Linked DNA regions of Anas platyrhynchos: region 2 is linked to region 1. The links are chromatin contacts, called in public Hi-C maps. All regions are on one chromosome and are shown on one strand. The core of a region is the stretch at or near the end of the contact, and the rest is flanking DNA. Distances in the headings are between cores, read along the strand shown.

The links. A called contact is a pair of places that touch in the nucleus more often than the background predicts.
Region 2: a contact with region 1 is called in a Hi-C map of skeletal muscle, with 10 times the contacts expected there. The contact joins two enhancer-like sites. A contact is called at or near these places in 4 of 8 Hi-C or Micro-C datasets (F5 follicle, skeletal muscle and subcutaneous adipose tissue).

The regions. Positions count from the first base shown.
Region 1 is chr2:22,920,443-22,924,042 of IASCAAS_PekinDuck_T2T, forward strand. It overlaps NIPAL2 (NIPA like domain containing 2), which reads left to right. Exons shown (of 12, transcript XR_011807405.1): 11 at 972-1,046; 12 at 1,252-1,384. It overlaps POP1 (POP1 homolog, ribonuclease P/MRP subunit), which reads right to left. Exons shown (of 15, transcript XM_027452507.3): 15 at 1,728-3,600. Among named protein-coding and RNA genes, the nearest start is that of POP1, 25 kb to the right of the region's middle. Within about 2 kb of position 2,184, at least 3 of the 8 cell types and tissues checked have an H3K27ac peak or open chromatin away from gene starts, as enhancers often do.
Region 2 is chr2:22,724,924-22,728,664 of IASCAAS_PekinDuck_T2T, forward strand. All of the region lies in intron 9 of STK3 (serine/threonine kinase 3), which reads left to right. Among named protein-coding and RNA genes, the nearest start is that of KCNS2, 73 kb to the right of the region's middle. Within about 2 kb of position 2,093, at least 1 of the 8 cell types and tissues checked has an H3K27ac peak or open chromatin away from gene starts, as enhancers often do.

The DNA of each region.
Region 1 (3,600 bases), core at 934-3,433:
ACAGTAGACAAGTAGGATGCATAGGATGCATCCTGTAGGTTATTTCTGAGATAGCTTTTATCTTTTGAATAATAAATTCTATATTATGGGTTGTGCCTGCTAGAATTGCTTTCGCTTCATGCTTTTAATAAAAGACAGAAGAAGGGGAAAGAGAGGGGAAGAGGAAGGGAAAAGGGAAAGAAGGAGAGTGAAGGAAGGGCATTTCTGGTATTACCCAGTGAGACAAAAGAACAAAACTAGAAATTAACAGAAATAATGTGAGAAAGAGTCCCAACGGGCACAGTGGCTTATGGATGCGTGAGCCCTCCAACCCATCACAACTGTTGCATTGTTTTTAAAATAAAGCAGTTTGTGGGCTAAAAAATAGGATGCTGAAAAAAGGACTGAGCTGAAAGAAATGGCCTTTCTCATCACGCCTATTATTTGAGCTTCTTGACATCAACTGAAATAATGAATTACACCATCCTCTCTAGAAATCACAGCAAATCCTCACATATTTGGATCATGAAATTTCATTCAGACTGCTCTTTCAGTCTCTGCTTTATTCTTGCTCTGTCCTGGCCATCTTTTGATTTCTGTTTGTTGAGAACCTGGCTTAGCCGTGCAAGGCTGCCACATTAGCAGTGCTGCAGTGAGCCCATGAATCAAAAGACAGCTAGAATGGGTCAGGCGAGCTGATGATAGTACAAGCTTTGCATGTCTTAAGAGTATCCTAATTTTATTTTTTTTTTTAATCATTATTTTGTATAGGCGTTCTTCATTCTACAAAATGTACTGTTTTTCTTCAAGACAAGGCCCGATGCAATAAATGAAAGCTGTGTTTTGTCTATCCTATTTGTCACCCTGCTTTCTTTACAAACTACCTTGAACTTGTTAATCTTATTTTGTCCAGGGACAAGTAGGTTCTGACTTTCAAAGCTGCCACAAAATGGCTTCAGCACGTCTCATTTCAGTTTTCAATCCTCTTGCAGGGATTTGATGAGACCCACGTTCCCGAAGAAGAGTTTTAGTACAGCTGAGTTGGATTTGCAAGAGGTAAACTGCAGGTACTGTTCGGATTGCTGACCTCTGGGAAGAGCATTTAGAAGCAGGGGACTGTGGGGCTTTGCCTTTTCTTTTTTTTTAAACATTTTATTTTGGGGAAATAAAACAAAGCAATTGCTTTTCCGCTTTTCTCAGTCTTAGCACTTCAGCCATGTGCCTCTGGTAGTTTATCTCCCCCCAGCTCTGTTCCTTCTACCTACCTCACAGGAACACGTGAGCGGATCACGTTTGACATGTCTGGCTCTTCCAGACTTGGAGCACTGAAAGCAAACCGTGCTGCTGCATCTGACTACCCTCTGTGCGTGTGTGTGCCACGAGCCCCCAGGGCTTACACCTCCATCATGTCACCCTGCCGATTATTTTCCCAGCTTGGTTTCAGCAACCCCAGCTGCCTTTCTGCCAGGTAACTTCTTCCAGTCCTTACACGCTGCTAAACAAACCCATTGCCCTGGACCTGCTCTGAACTTCCTTAACAAACACACGGTGGGCTGGCAGCGGTCCCACAGCACCTCATTCCCCTCAGTAATCACCGCTCTCCTTTGCAGCCTCATTTTCTGGATCTGCAGTGGCGAGGTATGCGCATCTCAGAGTCGCAAGGCACTCAGCTTGGTGGGTCCATTAGTCCCTGCCGGCTCTCTTCGTGTACCGGGCAACTACCCTGGTCCAGGCTGTGAGAAAACCCTTTGCCAGGTGAATCTCGAGCACAGTATTTGTTCAGATGCTCTAGGGGAGCGGTATGCAAAGCTACACAACCAGGCAGTAGCAGTCAAGCTCTTCAGTGCTACAGATAACGCCAGAATTGCCTTCTGTGCTTCCCCTCGGCTTCCAAAAGCTCTTGGAAGCCAGGAATGAGAGCTCGGGGTTTGTGCTGGCATCCATTTTGAGAGAGTTATCTGGAGAACAGCATGGGAGCCGGACAGTTTATGAGTTTGTTGTGTTTTTTTTTCACTGGGTTTGAGTTTCCTGGGTTCCCGAAAATGCCTGTGTATCAGAGCTCATGGGAGCCGATCCAGATGCTCTGGGGCAATTAACCAAAGGGTAGTAACTGCAACGAGATACAGCCTAAGAACAGATGTGTGCCACAACCTACACCTGATTCAACATGATGAACACAGACGTAGTGTCCAGCTGACAAAGAGATAACACAGGCTTAATTATCCACAGTTTGATTATCCAGTGTTGACACGGTTTTTATGACTAAGTCACCCTTGAGACACTCCGAATCTGGAAATCCCAACCACAGATAAAAATTTCCTTGCAGCTACATAAAGTCACAGTGTTTTTCTGACAAACTTTGGCTGCGAGTTTTGAGCATTTTTAACTTATCGGGCTCGCAGAGCATTTTACAAGGAGAGTGAAGTCTTGAGGCATAAATCATCGACTTAAAGGAAAACAACTGTGTAACAATATTACAAGATATACAGAACAGGATGCACTTGGATTCCAGTTTCTGTTCATTGGCTCAGCAGAGAGGAGGATCATAAATCAGAAAGAGAGAATGGAAATCAAAGAAAAGTAACAGGAAGTGTCAAAATGAAAACCTGGCAGAAATTACCAATAGGAGGAAAAGAAAAAAGACTCCAGATGTTTAAAAGAAAAAAGAAAAAAAAAAAAGATTCAGTGAACAAAAGATCTACAAGCAGAAAAGAAGCAAAAATGATAGCTTGGGTGGGGGGCTTCTCCTCATTCTTTCTCACGTACAAGTGAGGTCTAGGGAGGCAAGAAAATATGTATCTGAGGAGATGGGGGAGGCAAGGGGGGAAATAGCCATATAAACATCACCTCCCCTCCTTTCTTCCCATGAAGCACAGCTCTGGAAACTCTGATCCTAGAAATATTTCAATTGAGCTCACAATTCAAAAGGTTCATTAAATCCAGGATTATTACCATGAGAGAACTTGATCAGAGCAGCCAGACTGTAATGTTTAAGGGGTTCTTTATTTCCACATACCTACGTGCTGCGGAGCTCGGAGTCACATGGCGAGCATGTGAAGCCCGGACCCGCAGAGCCCCAAGCCTTTTCCTCTGGGGCCATCTACCGGCAAAGCAAAGCAAAACGGTGCTGGACCAGCTTCTCGGCGTGTTCCTGCCATGGTCACTTCATCAGGTGCACTAAGGGAGGGTGCTCATAGAGTTAAGGTACTCTAAAGCCTTCCTCCAACAAAAAACTCCACCCTAGACTAATTTATTCACCTCAGACTCTTTCAAACGAAGCTGTGAGCGTAGGAGCTAAGTTACAGGCTGATACTTAGAGAGACAAAAGCGTTAACTGATCCGTATTTAGTTTTTCAAAGAACCAAGCTGAACAGAAGATTCCTGAATCACAAATCGGTTACATTTTTATTTGTCATGATCATTTCAGGGTAAACGTTACCAACTGGTATATATTTGTATCATGCTTCTACTAAACTACAATGTATTACTGTAAACTCATTATTAAGCTGCTTAACTCAAGAAGGGCTGGAAGTTTAAGGCTATCATTAGACAAAGAAAAAAAGTCCAACCCACAACAAACCCAACTAACTAGCCCCCCTTCCCCAGCCAAATCAAATACCT
Region 2 (3,741 bases), core at 843-3,342, 200 kb before region 1:
TATAGTAGGAGATTCAAAGCATAAACCTAGTTTTGGTGCTTTGCAAGCCTCTCTGAAGGACTCTGAAATTAGCCTTTCATGAATTCTCCTTTCTATTACTTGCTTCTTGCTTTTTGCCTCCTGTCCCACATGCATTTGCACCAGTTCCTTGGAGCTAAAGTGAAATGGTGTGATTGTGTGGGAAGCTGCTGCTTCGGTGTCAGTGTTCATGGGAACTCGTCATGACTCTCTATGGGTGCAGCAATCACTGCAGATCTTGCTGCAAAGTTTTTTTTTGTATTTTATGATTAGCTAGCAGATTTTTCTCTTGGAAGAGAGCATTATTATTTGAATGTTAGTTGAAATTTATTTCAGTAATGCTTGATTTAAAGGAACAATCAAAAAATTACAAAATCTAAATAAAATCTAAATTGACTTCAGCAGCATAACTGATTATATAACAACGAGGAAAAAAGTTTCAAGGTATAAAATTATAAATTACACTGAGATATGCATAATGTGTATTTGTTAAACAGCAAATTTACATGTTTACTTTTTGATGTGTTCATTGTTTGGCTGAAGATTGCTGCAGAATTAGGCCCACTGAATTAAACAGAATTATTTCTTTGAATGGGCAGCATCAATCAACTCTAGATGCCTGATTCCGTGAGGCACAATGTAAGGTGTAATTCCAGGCTATTATTTAAATACATTTGCTGAATGCAACTATAAGGTTGCATTTCTGTTTGCATGTATACACCTGCTGCAATTTGACTGGAAAGATGGGTTCCAAGTGCAAATCTGGTCTGTTTTATTTTTGGTTCAGTCTATAGCAAATGGGCAGGAAAGGGTGATTTGTTGATTTATATTTTTCCTTTTTTTTAGCGTTCTTAGCAATAAACATACCTCTTGATTAGTGATTAGTTTAAGTAGGATGATTCACATCATGAAAGCACTCTGTACATGCTTTAATTTGTTTTCATGCTGAAACAGTGTTTGCCTATTAAACTGAGAGGATAATGGAAGGTTAGAATAAGTGGTCTTAAACTAACACATTTCAACAATTTAAGGAAAAGATTAGTGATGCAAAAAGCCCTGAAAATATACTACAAGCAATTTTAGAGTAAAGGATAATAAAATAATTCTTGTGGTGGAAGTTATACCAAACTGATCAAAAAAGTTTCCTTACATATGCACTGAAATCTCTTATGTTTGTTTCTTATGTTGCTGAAGACACTTTTTTTTTAAAAAAAAAAAAAAAAAAAAAGTACTGTCACTTTCAGTTTGAATTGATTCTAGTAGCGATCTGTAATAAGGAATGACCTTTCTATACCTTGGCGTTTTGTCAGTGTGGTTGTTAAAGCCGTTCTTCCCTCTTATCGGACAGAAGAATGCAGTCCCTGGGACGGCAGGCTTCATCCCCCCCATAGCTGACTGTCTTGACACCTGTAACCCCAGCAAAGGAAAGCCAGCACCCTGGAAGCAGCCTGATAGCAGTGATGGTTTCATTTGACTGGCAGGGGACAGGTTTGTGTTCCTGCATTTGCGCAGTGAACTTTACTGTGTTATGCATTAGGTGCGCACTGCTTAAAAGTTAGAGCTAATTCAAGAATGGGGCCTCCACATCTCTCAGCTGAAAATGTAAGTTTTATATATATTTTTTTACTTAAAATATACATTTACTTTAGCTGTTCTTCCTCTGGTTTTGTGATTCATGTGTTAGGGGTTAAGCAGGAGCACTAGCAGGTGTCCTAAATAAATGTCGCCAGGAATGGATGTACAAATCGTTGGTCTCCTTCAGAGGCAGGTGCAGATTTGTTCTCCTTTCTGCTTGAAAAAGACAAGATTTTAGAGACAGGTTGCTTTTTCCAAACTGTATAGGTAAGATGGGCACTTCCTGCATGTTTGCATGACTTGATAGTAATAAATCAGATAGCTTAACCAGGTAGCTTAAAAGTGCTCTCTGATACTTCTGAATAACACTTGCAAGCAGTATGGAGAAATAAGCTTAGTTAACTAGGGAAGAGGGCTTTTATTTCCTTCCTAGAGACACAAACATTTTTGTAATGCTCTTGTTTAGTTTCACATTTGTTTCCCTCTGCCTTTTGTTTCCCTGCTCAAGGACAAAATAAGAAACAATAATAAGTTTTTATTTATAAGTGCCCATACTTAGAGGCCTCTGGGAGCCATGACAGAAAATAATTAAAACCATCTATATATTTTTTTTTCACAAATAGTGAATTGTGCCCAAATAAAACTGGGATTTGGAACAAAGAGGGCTGTCATCCCAACCCTACAAACCATACACAGCCCAGCAATAAACCACATTTGTGCTTTCTTGCTTAGTATGCCTGTACATGCTCTGAGCAGAGATTCTGCGGTATGTAACAGGAGGGAAGAAAATGCAGAGCACACATAGGTGGGAGGACAGAGTTCAGTCAGTGTCCTCTGTACGAGGAGGTGGGGGCTTGGGTAGCTCTGAAATGCGTACTTCTTAGGAAGGTCCCACAACTGGACTTTCAACTCAAAAGATAAAGAAATTTTTTTCGTAACAACCTATGACCTAGGTCCTATAACAGACTTGGCATGGACCAGGCACATGTGCAACCTATAGGCTTCAGCAAGAAGCCTACACTTACTTAGCCTTCAGCTAACACTTCCGAGTGTTAGCTTGCTGGACACATATGTTTATGGGATGGGGCGAAAGAGTTGATGATCAATGTTAAGAAGAGGCGAAAGAAGGGCAGAATAAATACCTAGCTTTGCTTGAGTGAAGTAAACATTTGGAGTGTAGTTTTTGATTTCATTGTATTTTTTCCTTTGAGGATAAGATTTATTTTTCAGACCCTTAACTTGATACCAGTATTCTCAGGGCATTCAATTTTCTTGCTCTGGATACAACCCTTTAAATAAGATCTACTTAGATACCTTTTCTAATCAAACAAGTATTACTGATCTTGGTGTCCATTAGTTTTTGTACATTCTGTGATATTTTCCCCTCTTGTTGATCATAAAAATAAATGGAATACTCTTTATCAGTGCTTTGTATCTGGAGAAAAAAAAAGTGCTGTAATGAAACTGATACCTCAGAATTTGAAAGCCATTTTCCTGTTTATGGACAAGTTCCTTATGGTCCTCTTCGTTACATGCTGTCACTGAATTCATACATTCCATAAACGAGTCTCAGATATTGTTCTTTTCAATCAAGGTTTCTTTGGAAGTCATTTCTGAATTGGGGAGGTTTACTGTTTATGCATTTCTTTCATAATTTATAAGAATGAATGAATGCTCCATTTATGGTGCTGGTTTGTAATGCATGCTATGTTCTGTAATGCAAAAATTTATCACTTTGAGAAAATCCAGTCATCCAATGTCAGTATATACCCCTTGTGCATTACTATTGTAATAGAATAGAATAGCTGTGCTAATAGAAGTTAGTAAGGTGTGACTTTTTTCCTGTAGCACTGTTAATTATTCCGTGTTGGTTTCCTAAATGTTCACATAAATGGCTTTTAAAATTACCCAGCAACCTAATTCAGACAATACTTCTCTAATGATCTCTTCAGCACTTAGCTTGCTATCTCTTGAGACTACATTGCTTCTGTAAAAGAGACTCAGACACAGAGTTCTTTGGATTTTACATCTCTCTTGTAATTTAAAACAATTCTTTAAAATTGTCTTCCCTTTTTGGCAATTAGGATGTCTTAGTTTGAATAGTGTAATTATGAATTTATAGGAACTCAGCAAGGAAACTTAATTATG